Regions from separate parts of the Mus musculus genome. Here region 2 is linked to region 1. Evidence: chromatin contacts called from public promoter capture Hi-C data. All regions are on one chromosome and are shown on one strand. The core of a region is the stretch at or near the end of the contact, and the rest is flanking DNA. Distances in the headings are between cores, read along the strand shown. Region 1 holds the start of Dnaja3 (DnaJ heat shock protein family (Hsp40) member A3). Region 2 holds the start of 4930562C15Rik (RIKEN cDNA 4930562C15 gene).

Region 1 (5,495 bases), core at 2,601-5,100:
GATCATTCCATAGGCTCGGCTGCTTGTGACCTGCCTTAGCAGGCTATACATCAAGGCAGTAAGGACCAGACAACATCAGCACCAAGCTGGGTTGAAGAGATGGCTCAGTGGCTAAGAGCACATACCCCTTTCCCAAAAGACCTGAACTCAATTCTCAGCCATGTTAGATGGTTCACAGCTGCCTGTAACTATAGTCCCAAGGGGATCCCTTACCCCTGTCCTCTGTGAACATCTGCAGTCATGTGCATATTCCACAGATGCACAAATTTAAAAACTAAAACAAAAGCCAGGCATGGTGGCACATGCCTTTAATCCCAGCACTCGGGAGGCAGAGGCAGGCAGATTTCTGAGTTCCAGGCCAGCCTGGTCTACAGAATGAATTCCAGGACAGCCAAGGCTACACAGAGAAACCCTGTCTCGAAAAGCAAAAACAAAAAAAAAAAAAAAACCAACAAAAATTAAAGCAAAACATACACACACATACACACACAGTGACCAGACCAGCAATCTTTCTACAGTCTTGTCAGTAAACCTAAGACCAATACAGACCTGATAATAGGCTTTCTTGATATCTTTCTGGCTGGCATTTCGGGGCACTCCCAGGATCTGGTAATAATCATCTTTGGCCAAAGAAGCACTTGTGTGGAAAGAGGTGGTACAAACAAAAGGGAAACTTTTTGTTCCTGGAAATGAAACAAGAAAGTAAGTTAGTCTGGGAGTTTATCCAACAAGAAGAAATTATAAATAAGTGACCAGCTACGAAATATCTGTAAAAAAGCAAACAAGCCCCAGCTATAGGGCCTATTCCCACTGAGTACACTAGAGGCCAAACTCAATGTTCTTCAAATGTGGGCAAAGCTCAGGGACATAGTTCAGTAGGTACACTGCTTACCAGGTATGCACAAGGCCCTGAATTTGATTCCCTGAACTGAACAAACCCAGCATAATCCTAACATGAGGAAAAGGATGCAGAGGATCAAAAGTTCAAGCTCCATTCATAGCTACACAGGAAGTTCTAGGCCAGTCTGGAACATAGAACACCCTGTTTCCAAAGTAAAAACAAAAACAGCCGGGCGTGGTGGTGCACACCTTTAATCCCAGCACTCGGGAGGCAGAGGCAGGCGGATTTCTGAGTTCGAGGCCAGCCTGGTCTACAGAGTGAGTTCCAGGACAGCCAGGGCTATACAGAGAAAAACCCTGTCTCGAAAAAACAAAAAAACAAAAAACAAAAACAAAAACAAACAAACAATCAGCCAGAGAAGTTGAAAGTATATAGACTCTATAGGTGGAACAACAATATGAACTAACCAGTACCCCAGAGCTCTTGACTCTAGCTGCATATGTATCAAAAGATGGCCTAGTCGGTCATCACTGGAAAGAGAGGCCCACTGGACATGCAAACTTTATATGCCCCAGTACAGGGGAACGCCAGGGCCAAAAAGGGGGAGTGGATGGGTAGGGGAGTGGGGGGGGTGGGTATGGGGGACTTTTGGGATAGCATTAGAAATGTAAATGAGGAAAATACCTAATTAAAATAAAATAAAATAAAAAGTATATAGAAAGGAATTAAAAAAAAAAAAGAATGAGCAGGAATAATCAGAATGAGATTGTGATTGACTCTTCAGTCACTCCCGGAGAAGACATTAGACCTCGATACTTGGTGATCCTATATTGGATCTCTTTACTTGCTACCTGCCTGGCTGTATTCCTGTACTCCTCACTCCTTCCATTATCAGGAGCATGAGTCTATTAGTGGCAAAAGTTTGTCAGCTGTACCAGCTTCTACGACATCAGCAGACAGCTCAAGGAAACTGTGAATAACCACAGGTAACTATTACACAGCGGATGCTTTTTTCTATTCTAAAGGCCAATGATTAGCAACTACTAGGAAATATCTATTTTTTTTCTCTACAAAGTATGCCCAGCACATGTCTTGCTTTTTGAACCCAGAATAGGATTAGTCTTCATGTTGTTCTAAGAATGCCTAATCCAGTAGCTAATTGCTGATTTCTTTCTGGTTAGGAGATTTCTTTTTTATGATTTCTTTTTAGTTCATATGTTTCGGTATTTTGACTGAATGTATGTCTGTGAAGAGGTGTCAGATCCCCTGGAACTACAGCCACAGTCAGCTGAGAGCTACCATATGAGTGCTGGGAATTGAAATTGAACCTGGGTCCTCTAGAAAAGCCGTCAGCGTTCTGAACAGCTGAGCCATCTCTCCAGCCCCTGTTTGGGACTTGAGGAATGATCACAGACTAAAGTTTGGGGCCAAACTGATGACCTTAGATGTGGTGTCAGGATACACCACTACAGGATGCCATGTCCACACATATTGTCACTTGAGATAAAATATGCCCACTGTAGCCTATGGGCTGACTTGAGGAAAGCCAACTGCAGTTCTTCAGTTATGCTTTCATACAGAAGTAATACTTAGTGCCTGTGTACATGCGCCTCCATATCTCTCTCACACAAGGATACATAATTTAAAAGCCACTCTAAGGCATGCATGAAGCCTTATGCTTGATCCCTAGAACTACCCAAAATAAAGTTCAGTGCTTGCTTCCTTCATTCTCACTGAAAATTAAGTGATAACACAGTATAAGGAACTATGATGACAGAAAGATGGCTCAGCAATTAAAAGCACATACTGCTCTTGTAGAGGACACAAGTTCAGTTCCTAGTCCCTAAGTCTAGCAGCTCATAATTACAGGGGATCAGATGCCTCTGGCCCCTTTGGGCACCTGTACTTAAGAGCACATACCCACACACAGACACACAGAACTCAAAATAACTTACAAAAATATTTTTTAAAGAGACAGACAAGATCGTGGCTAAAACACTTCAAGGCTTAATGCACACTAATTTGGCATCCCCTCCAGCTATAAGGAAGGTAGGTACCATACCAAGTCTACCAGTTTTTAGCTTTGTGACTTTTTCAAGTTTTTTAACATCTAAACCTGTTTCTCCATAAAATGGAATGGTTAACAATGCCTGTCACATTGAAACATTCTCCAAGGAGTGAAATCATACTTCCTACACAATGTTTAATAAATGTTAGACTCCATTATTACATTCACTGACTTAAGGATTCTAAAAGACTGATAAATGCCCTTCTATTACACCACGTGATATTTAGGATGAACGCTATGAAATGACAATTCATCACACTCTCTAACCTTAATGAGGGCAAGCACCTGCATCTCCCTTGATTTATGGGTGCCTAGCACTCACTAAATGGCAGTTACATCTTCCACTACAAGCTAGAGCGTGAAGAAAAAGAGAAGGGCTATGACAAGGGGGCAGCAGCCTGGACAGAGAGGTGAACTGTTGACAGAGGTGAAGGTTCATGGCGTTCGGAGCGTTTCAACACCTCCGGCTCCACGCAGCTCTTTCCCCTCGACGGCTTCTGGGTAGCCAGCACCTTGGCCTCTCTGCCTCCTGCTTGCCTGTGTCCCCAGAAATTCCTCTCTTGGGCCGGAAGACATCTCCATCCCGCTACCCTGGTCATCAGATGGAGCCGAATCGCCCTTTCTAATCCCAGGAGCCTCTACTCCAGAGCTGGAAGCCTCCCTCACCTGTGAGGCGGACACCGGGTCTCAATGTCAGCAGCGCCCGGGGGCCGTGAGCGCCCATGGAAAGCCCGAAGGCAGAGACGCACAGCTTGCGACACAGGGATGTTGCCACTACGCCCCCCTGGGGCTGCTGGACCCCTCTCCCCGCTGCAGCCGGCAGCCGGGGAGTCCCCACTGCCACCCTCAACCAGCGTGGGGAACACCACGCAGCCATTTTGGCCCGGGGACACTGCGCCTGCGCAGACCGTCACTGGCCCGCCTCGCCGGTCGCGTCTTCCGGAGGCGAGGCATCCGTAGCACGCAGAGCGTAAGCATTGCGCACGCGCCTCGGTCTCCGAACGGTAGAACCTAGGCCAACGTGTACAAGTGCTAGACTATGAGGATGTCAGTTTGTAACTTTTCCCTGTATTGGAATTTTGTGAGGTAGGAACGAATGCTGCACTTTACTTGTGAATGTTGTCGCTGAGTGCAGCAACCATAATCTAGCGAGCCTTGCCCTGGCAGGAACTACAAACCCCAGCAGACAACGCGGCGTCAGTATCAGATTCCGGTATACCCCGTGTGGATGCCCTCCCTTGACCCTGAAAATTACATCTTATTACATGTTCTCTCAGAAAGGCTCCACCCCGGTTGTTGGCTGCAGTTTTTCCGCGTCTGATTCCTTCCCAGCAGAACTTGAAACACTCAGGTCCGTCTTAAACACGTTAGCCTTCTCCAAACCTGTAGCGAAAATTCAATGAGCATTGTAAATGCCTATTATGTATTGTGCGCCTGCTGTTTGTTATCCATGTTCTAGAAAGAATGTTAGAGGAAACCCGCTCCAGGGGAGCAAACTCGCCTTACAGGGACAGACTTCTTATTAAGTAACAACGGTAAGTGCTATCAAAGGTGCACAGTTACAAGCATACCAGTGTACTCGATCTGTTTCTTATGATAAGTTTCTTACACGCATAAGGCTTGGCAGTGGGGGGTGGGGGTGGGCTGTTAAACTTTCTGAGTCATAATGTCCATAACTGAACTTTGATGAAAAGTGAATCGAGTACAGATGTAGTATTCCAAGTGACGAAAACACCAAAAGCTGCCAGACTAGATTGAGGTAGGATGATCAGGAGTTCAAGATCATTTTCAGCTATAGAGCAAATTCGAGATAGTCTGGGCTACATGAGACCCCCATCTTCGAGTTAGGCCCGAAGGAAAATCCAACTCCCCAAACTCCAAAAGGCAGTACAAATATCCAGAAATAAGACTCAACCTGGAGTACAGGATTTCTAGTGGTTAGATAAAAACCAGCAAGTCAGGCAATGGTTTCTCACAACTTTAATCCCAACACATGGGAGGTAGAGATAGGCAGATCTCTAAGATTGAGGCCAGCCTGGACTACAGAGCAAGTTCCAGGATAGTTGGGGCTACCTGGAGAAATCCTGTTTTTGAAAAAAAAAATTGTGAAGCTGGTTCCTATTATCAAAAGGAGTCATTTTCTTTATCCCTGGCTGAAGGGACACGTGGCTATCTGTGGTGACTATTAGCATACCAAAGCACATCAGGCCTTCAGGCTCCCTTGTACCAAAAGTACCTGTTTCAAATTTCAAAGTTCATGCTAGCATCCTAGCTCTTCTCACTTCTTCCCCAACTTCAAACTCTGCAGCTCATGGGTCCCACTTCCCCAAGCTTATAACCCTTCGATTCTCTTTCTTTCTCTTTCTCTTTCTCCCTCTCCCTCTCCCTCTCTCTCTCCTCAAATTACCAGGTCTAGCATACTATGGAACAGTCATGTCATCAGTTTATTACAAAAATTTTTTAAAAAAGCTATAAAAGCTGGTGTCTAAATGTGTAGAAGTATATGCTTAAACCTTAAATTTAGTATACATAACTGAAAATGAAGCCAGAAAGCTAGACTGGGGCTGGTTAGTTAGGAAAGTTACA
Region 2 (4,838 bases), core at 594-3,093, 150 kb before region 1:
GCATTCTATCAACTGATTTCTTCCTCAGCCAAAATCACCATTTAAACATATGTATGAGGCAAGGCAGTGGTGGCACATACCTTTAGTCCCAGAATTCAGAAGACAGAGGCAGGTGGATCTCTGTGAGTTTCAAGTTAGTCTGATCTACAGAGTGAGTTCTAGGACAGGAAGGACTACACAGAGAAACCCTGTATTGAAATAACAACAACAACACCCAACCCCTGCCCCCAAAAAAATCAAACTAAAAACAACAAACAAAAAAGATCTTTGTGTGTTTGTGTATGATGCTTGTAAGTGTGGGTACCTGTGTGCTGTGCATACAGGAACCAGAGTACACCTTAGATGTCAGTCCTCTCATGCTACCTTTTTTGAGGCAGAGCCTCATTTCTGCTGATTGACAGGCTAGCTGGCCCTTGATTTCTGGGAAATTTCCTCTCTCTCCTCATTATAATTGAATTGGAATTAGGCCTAGAAAGATGTCTCAGCAATGAAGAGCTTGTATTGTTCTTAAAAAGGTCTTAGCTTCAGGTCCCAGCTCTCAGGTTGGGTGGCTCACAACCAGCTATAATTCCAGTTTTAGGGAGATCTGATACCATCTTCTTTCCTCCAAGGGTTTCTTCACACACGCACACACATGCACACACACACATGCACACACGCACACACACACACACGAGAAAGAAAGGGAAGGAATAAATTTAGAAGGAGAACTTGAATTATAGAGACAGGCTACTGTGTCTGTCTGTTATATGAGTTCAGGGAATCTGAACTCATACTCAAGTTTATATAGCAGACACTTTACCCATTGAGCCATCTCCCCAGTCCAAATTCAAATAAACAATTCAAATAAACAATTCAGTGGTGTTGACACCATAGACAAAGTTCAACATCCTTCACTTTGATGGAGTTTCAAACATCTTCATCATTCCAGAAGGAAACCCCATATCCAACTGGTTGCCGTGCCCTGTGCCCCTCCCTTGTCTCCTGGAAACTGCCAGTCTGCCTTCAAGATGTGAACATTTGCCTATTCAGGGTATTTTGCAACAACGGGGTTTTTAATTATGTTGTCTGTTGTATCTGGCTTCTTTCCTCAGTATACAATTAAGGATGAAAGCTTGGAACCTCAATTTTGTTCAACAAAGTCTTGCCTACTCTCCATAAGTGGATATATCCCATCCCAAGGGAGAAGAGGGGACATGGTGTCTAGGAGGAGGCAAGGTCTAGAGTGCTTCTCCAGAAGGGGGGTTTACCTTTTCTGTGGCTTTCTCGTTGCCCTCTATCCTCTTCTGTATCTTGATATTATTCCACATCTCCTCAGCAGGCCGCTTGTCCCCATAGCTCTCCTCTACCAGCTGTGAGGTGGTGGGTATGTCCTGCATCTCAGCCAGTTTGGACTCTATCTTTTCGATTCGGTCTACTACTTGGTCAAAGATGTTGCTAAGCCTCTTCATTGGGTTGATGACAGGCTGGGCATCTCCCTCCCTGGGTATAAACACAGCCGGTGAGGATTGAAGGAAGTCCTCTTCCCCTGAAAGAACTTTCTTGAGCTCAGTGATTTGGATGTGCTCCAGGATGCCCTGGAGCAGGAGATGAAGGGCCTTGAAGTTCACGACCCCACACTGTGGGATGGCTACGTTGACCAGCTCGGTGAATGTGATTGAGAAGCTCATCCTGCCGGGGGGTCAGTTGATGTGGCAAGGCTTCTGGGTGTCCTTGGGGACAAGTAGCGGCTTTCAATTATCTGAACTGCTACACCAACAGGTCCTGAGAGGCTTGGGGTGGCAAGTCACAGTGGTCAGCAAGGAATGGCCTCTGTCCTTGTGAGAGCTCAGACCAGAGCTTCTGGTTGCTAGGATGCCAGAGAACATGGTGGAGTGGGCATGCTTCCGAGAACCCAGGGTGGGGTGGGTGTTCATAGGTGAGCTGGCTAGAGGAGGTGTTCAATTAATATTTGACAAGTGCTTAAGGAGTGAATGGCAGCCTTTCATTCAAGCCCTCTGATTACATAAGGCTTATGCCTCTAAGTGACACAGAGAGGTGAGGGAAAGGAAGTTTCCCTGGAAGTCTCTGGAATCAGGACAGAATACAGTTTTCTTGGAGTCAGAAGGTCCAAGGTTTTAAGAAAAGAGCCTAAAGAATTAAGCTCATTTCTGGATGTGGTCAAAGACACCACCAGCCACCCAGGCACTTCACCCTGAAGATCAGGTAAGAAAGTCAAGGTATGTTCTAGTATCCAAGTGTCGTACATTCCAGTAGCCCAGGTGATAAAGCCTCTTGAGTGTTGGGCATCATTGCTCGCCTGGGTGGTGGCACACACCTTTAATTCTAGTACTCAGGAGGCAGAGGCAGGCAGATCTCTGAGTTTGAGGCCAGCCTCACTTATAGAGTGAGCTCCAGGAGAGCCAAGGCTACACAGAAAAACTCTGTTTTGAAAAACAAAACAAAGAAAGTAAGAAAGGAAGAAAGGAAGGAAGGAAGGGAGAGAAAGAGAGAAGGAAGAGAAGAGGAGAGGAGAGGAAAGAGAAGAGAGGAGAAGAGAAGAGAAGAGAAGAGAAGAGAAGAGAAGAGAAGAGAAGAGAAGAGAAGAGAAGAGAAAAGAGAAGAGAAGAGAAGAGAGAAGAGAGGAAAGAAAAACCTGTGGGCTTCTAAAGTGTGCCTTAGGGTGCTCCAGAGAGAACAAAACCAGAATGCAGTGATGGAGACACATGAGCTGTTTATGAGCATTGCCTTTTGTGGTTATGGAGACTGACATCCCGTGACAAACTGTCTGCAAGCTGGAGACCCTTTACACACATGCCAAGGATCTGAACTCAGATCCACATTCTTGCACGGCGAGCACTTTACCCACTGAGCCCTTTCTCAATCTCACCACCCCATACCCTTTAATGAATGCCTTTAGGGTCCCCACTATGCTGAGCGATGTAAAACTTCAAGTGCTGCCTTTATACTTGAGTTACATAGAGCTCTTGACTTCTCTTGACAGAAATGCCTCACCCAAGGGGAAAAGGCCTCTGTTTGGCTACTTCCTCCATCGGTCAGATCAGCTATGCTCAGACTTGCCTATTTCATTGCTTGGGTTCTCTTCATACCAGCTCTTGGAAAATATTTAAACAACCCACCACATCTTTCAGTGGGAAGCTGAAGGTACATTATGCCCCAGCCACCACAAAGGCTGCTTCCCACATGCCTGCTGGTTCTCTGTGCAACCAAGTACATCTATCTGCATGTCCTCACATGGGCTGTGAGTCCATATGACTAATGAGCTCTGTCAGGCATATTCATCCAATGTCACCAGTATCGGATTTTTGGCCATCTTGCATTATGAAGGGTGGCCAAACATCCACAGGCTACATTTTGTCTTGATGCATTGAGACAGTACCCCCAAATTTCAACTGCAGGTGGTTCCAAGTGATCCTGTAGGACAGAACTGAGTTTATTAACTTAGGACTATGTCTCTGTGGCCTAAGTCATGTGTTACAATATTTAAGGGAGCATTCTCCAACTGGGCAAAGGCAGACAATGGGAGTGTAATGAAGTGGAATAGGTTACACCTGGGGCCATACAAACACAGCTTGACCATTCAGAGCCAGGCTGGGTACACAGGCATCTCTCTCTCTCTCTCTCTCTCTCTCTCTCAAATTCTCAGTGTCTGAACCATTTCTGTGTCTGGTGATATCTTAATATTAAAAAAAAAAGATTTATTTATTATATGTAAGTACACTGTAGCTGTCTTCAGACACACCAGAAAAGGGCATCAGGCCCCATTACAGATGGTTGTGAGTCACCATGTGGTTGCTGGAAATTGAACTCAGAACCCCTGGAAGAGCAGTCAGTGCTCTTGACTTCTGAGCCATCTCTCCAACCCCCGTGATATCTTAATTTAAAGAATGTTAGTGTGCTTCCTCCTTACATAGCTCCAGGGATGGACTTGAAATAGAGGCAGCCAAGGAATGAAACGCACACGCGAGCACACACACACACACACACACACACACAGAGAGAGAGAGAGAGAGAGAGAGAGAGAGAGAGAGATAGAGAGAGAGAGAGATGGAAATGCTGGGGTCAGATGGGTTGGGCTCTCAGATGGAAGGACCGCATCAGTCTGGATGCTCAGGGTGTTTGTTACAGAGAGCTAAACAGAAAGGTGGGGTTATTGCATACAGCTGAACAAGGGTAGGGGAACAGTCTTCAGGCCACAAATGCCTTGGGAGAAAAAGCTATAATGGCTATTTTCTAAACAAGTGGACTAGAAGAGAAGGCTTTGCCGTCCCATCTGAGCCTCGTCGTTGGGGGGTAAGGCTCCCCCCCCCCATTTCCCTTTAAGTCTTGATAAGGCTGTGTCCGTATCCACAGCATTTACTAGGGACTTCATTCTCTCAGAGCTTCCTCCGCTCTTCCCCCTTTCTTCTCTCTCAGGTGTTCAGGGTGGGTCTTCATGCTTAGCCCAGGGGCAGTTCAGTGCTTAACACCAGACCACAAGTCTAAGAAGGATCATAATAGCTGTTATGCCCATCAAAAACAAAATGAGTTTTAACAGGTTTAAGGAATTGGAGCCTTGAAGCTTGGCAAGGATTGTCAAAGCTCCTTCTCACAATACTAGTGAAAGAAAACAGTCTGATCACAAACTTTGTGCTTTTCCAAGATGTGCCCACATAATTGACCATACCCATGATATCGAAGCTCGATCCGCCCAGGAGATGGGTCCCAGTTAATTCCCAATTATTCTGTCGAGATTACAGGGGTGTAGCACCCGGAATGATTAAACAGAGCTATTGGGACTCCAGACGGTTAGAGCAGTAGTCCCCTCACGCCCCCAAACAGAAGGACTCATTAGTATA

What was found. Capture Hi-C pulls out chosen DNA fragments and counts their contacts.
Region 2: a promoter capture Hi-C map of adipose tissue shows a contact between it and region 1. The contact joins the promoter of 4930562C15Rik here to the promoter of Dnaja3 in region 1. A contact is called at or near these places in 8 of 39 promoter capture datasets (the 3T3-L1 cell line, the C10 cell line, the HPC-7 cell line and 4 more), 1 of 484 Hi-C or Micro-C datasets (bone marrow-derived macrophages), 4 of 115 datasets of contacts at active chromatin or transcription factors (bone marrow-derived macrophages and embryonic stem cells) and 4 of 9 other capture datasets (adipose tissue, liver, macrophages and 1 more).

The regions. Positions count from the first base shown.
Region 1 is chr16:4,682,425-4,687,919 of GRCm38.p6, reverse strand. It overlaps Dnaja3 (DnaJ heat shock protein family (Hsp40) member A3), which reads right to left and starts at 3,850. Exons shown (of 11, transcript NM_001135112.1): 1 at 3,576-3,850; 2 at 550-683. The coding sequence starts at 3,786.
Region 2 is chr16:4,832,421-4,837,258 of GRCm38.p6, reverse strand. It overlaps 4930562C15Rik (RIKEN cDNA 4930562C15 gene), which reads right to left and starts at 1,843. Exons shown (of 16, transcript NM_030192.1): 1 at 1,251-1,843. The coding sequence starts at 1,670.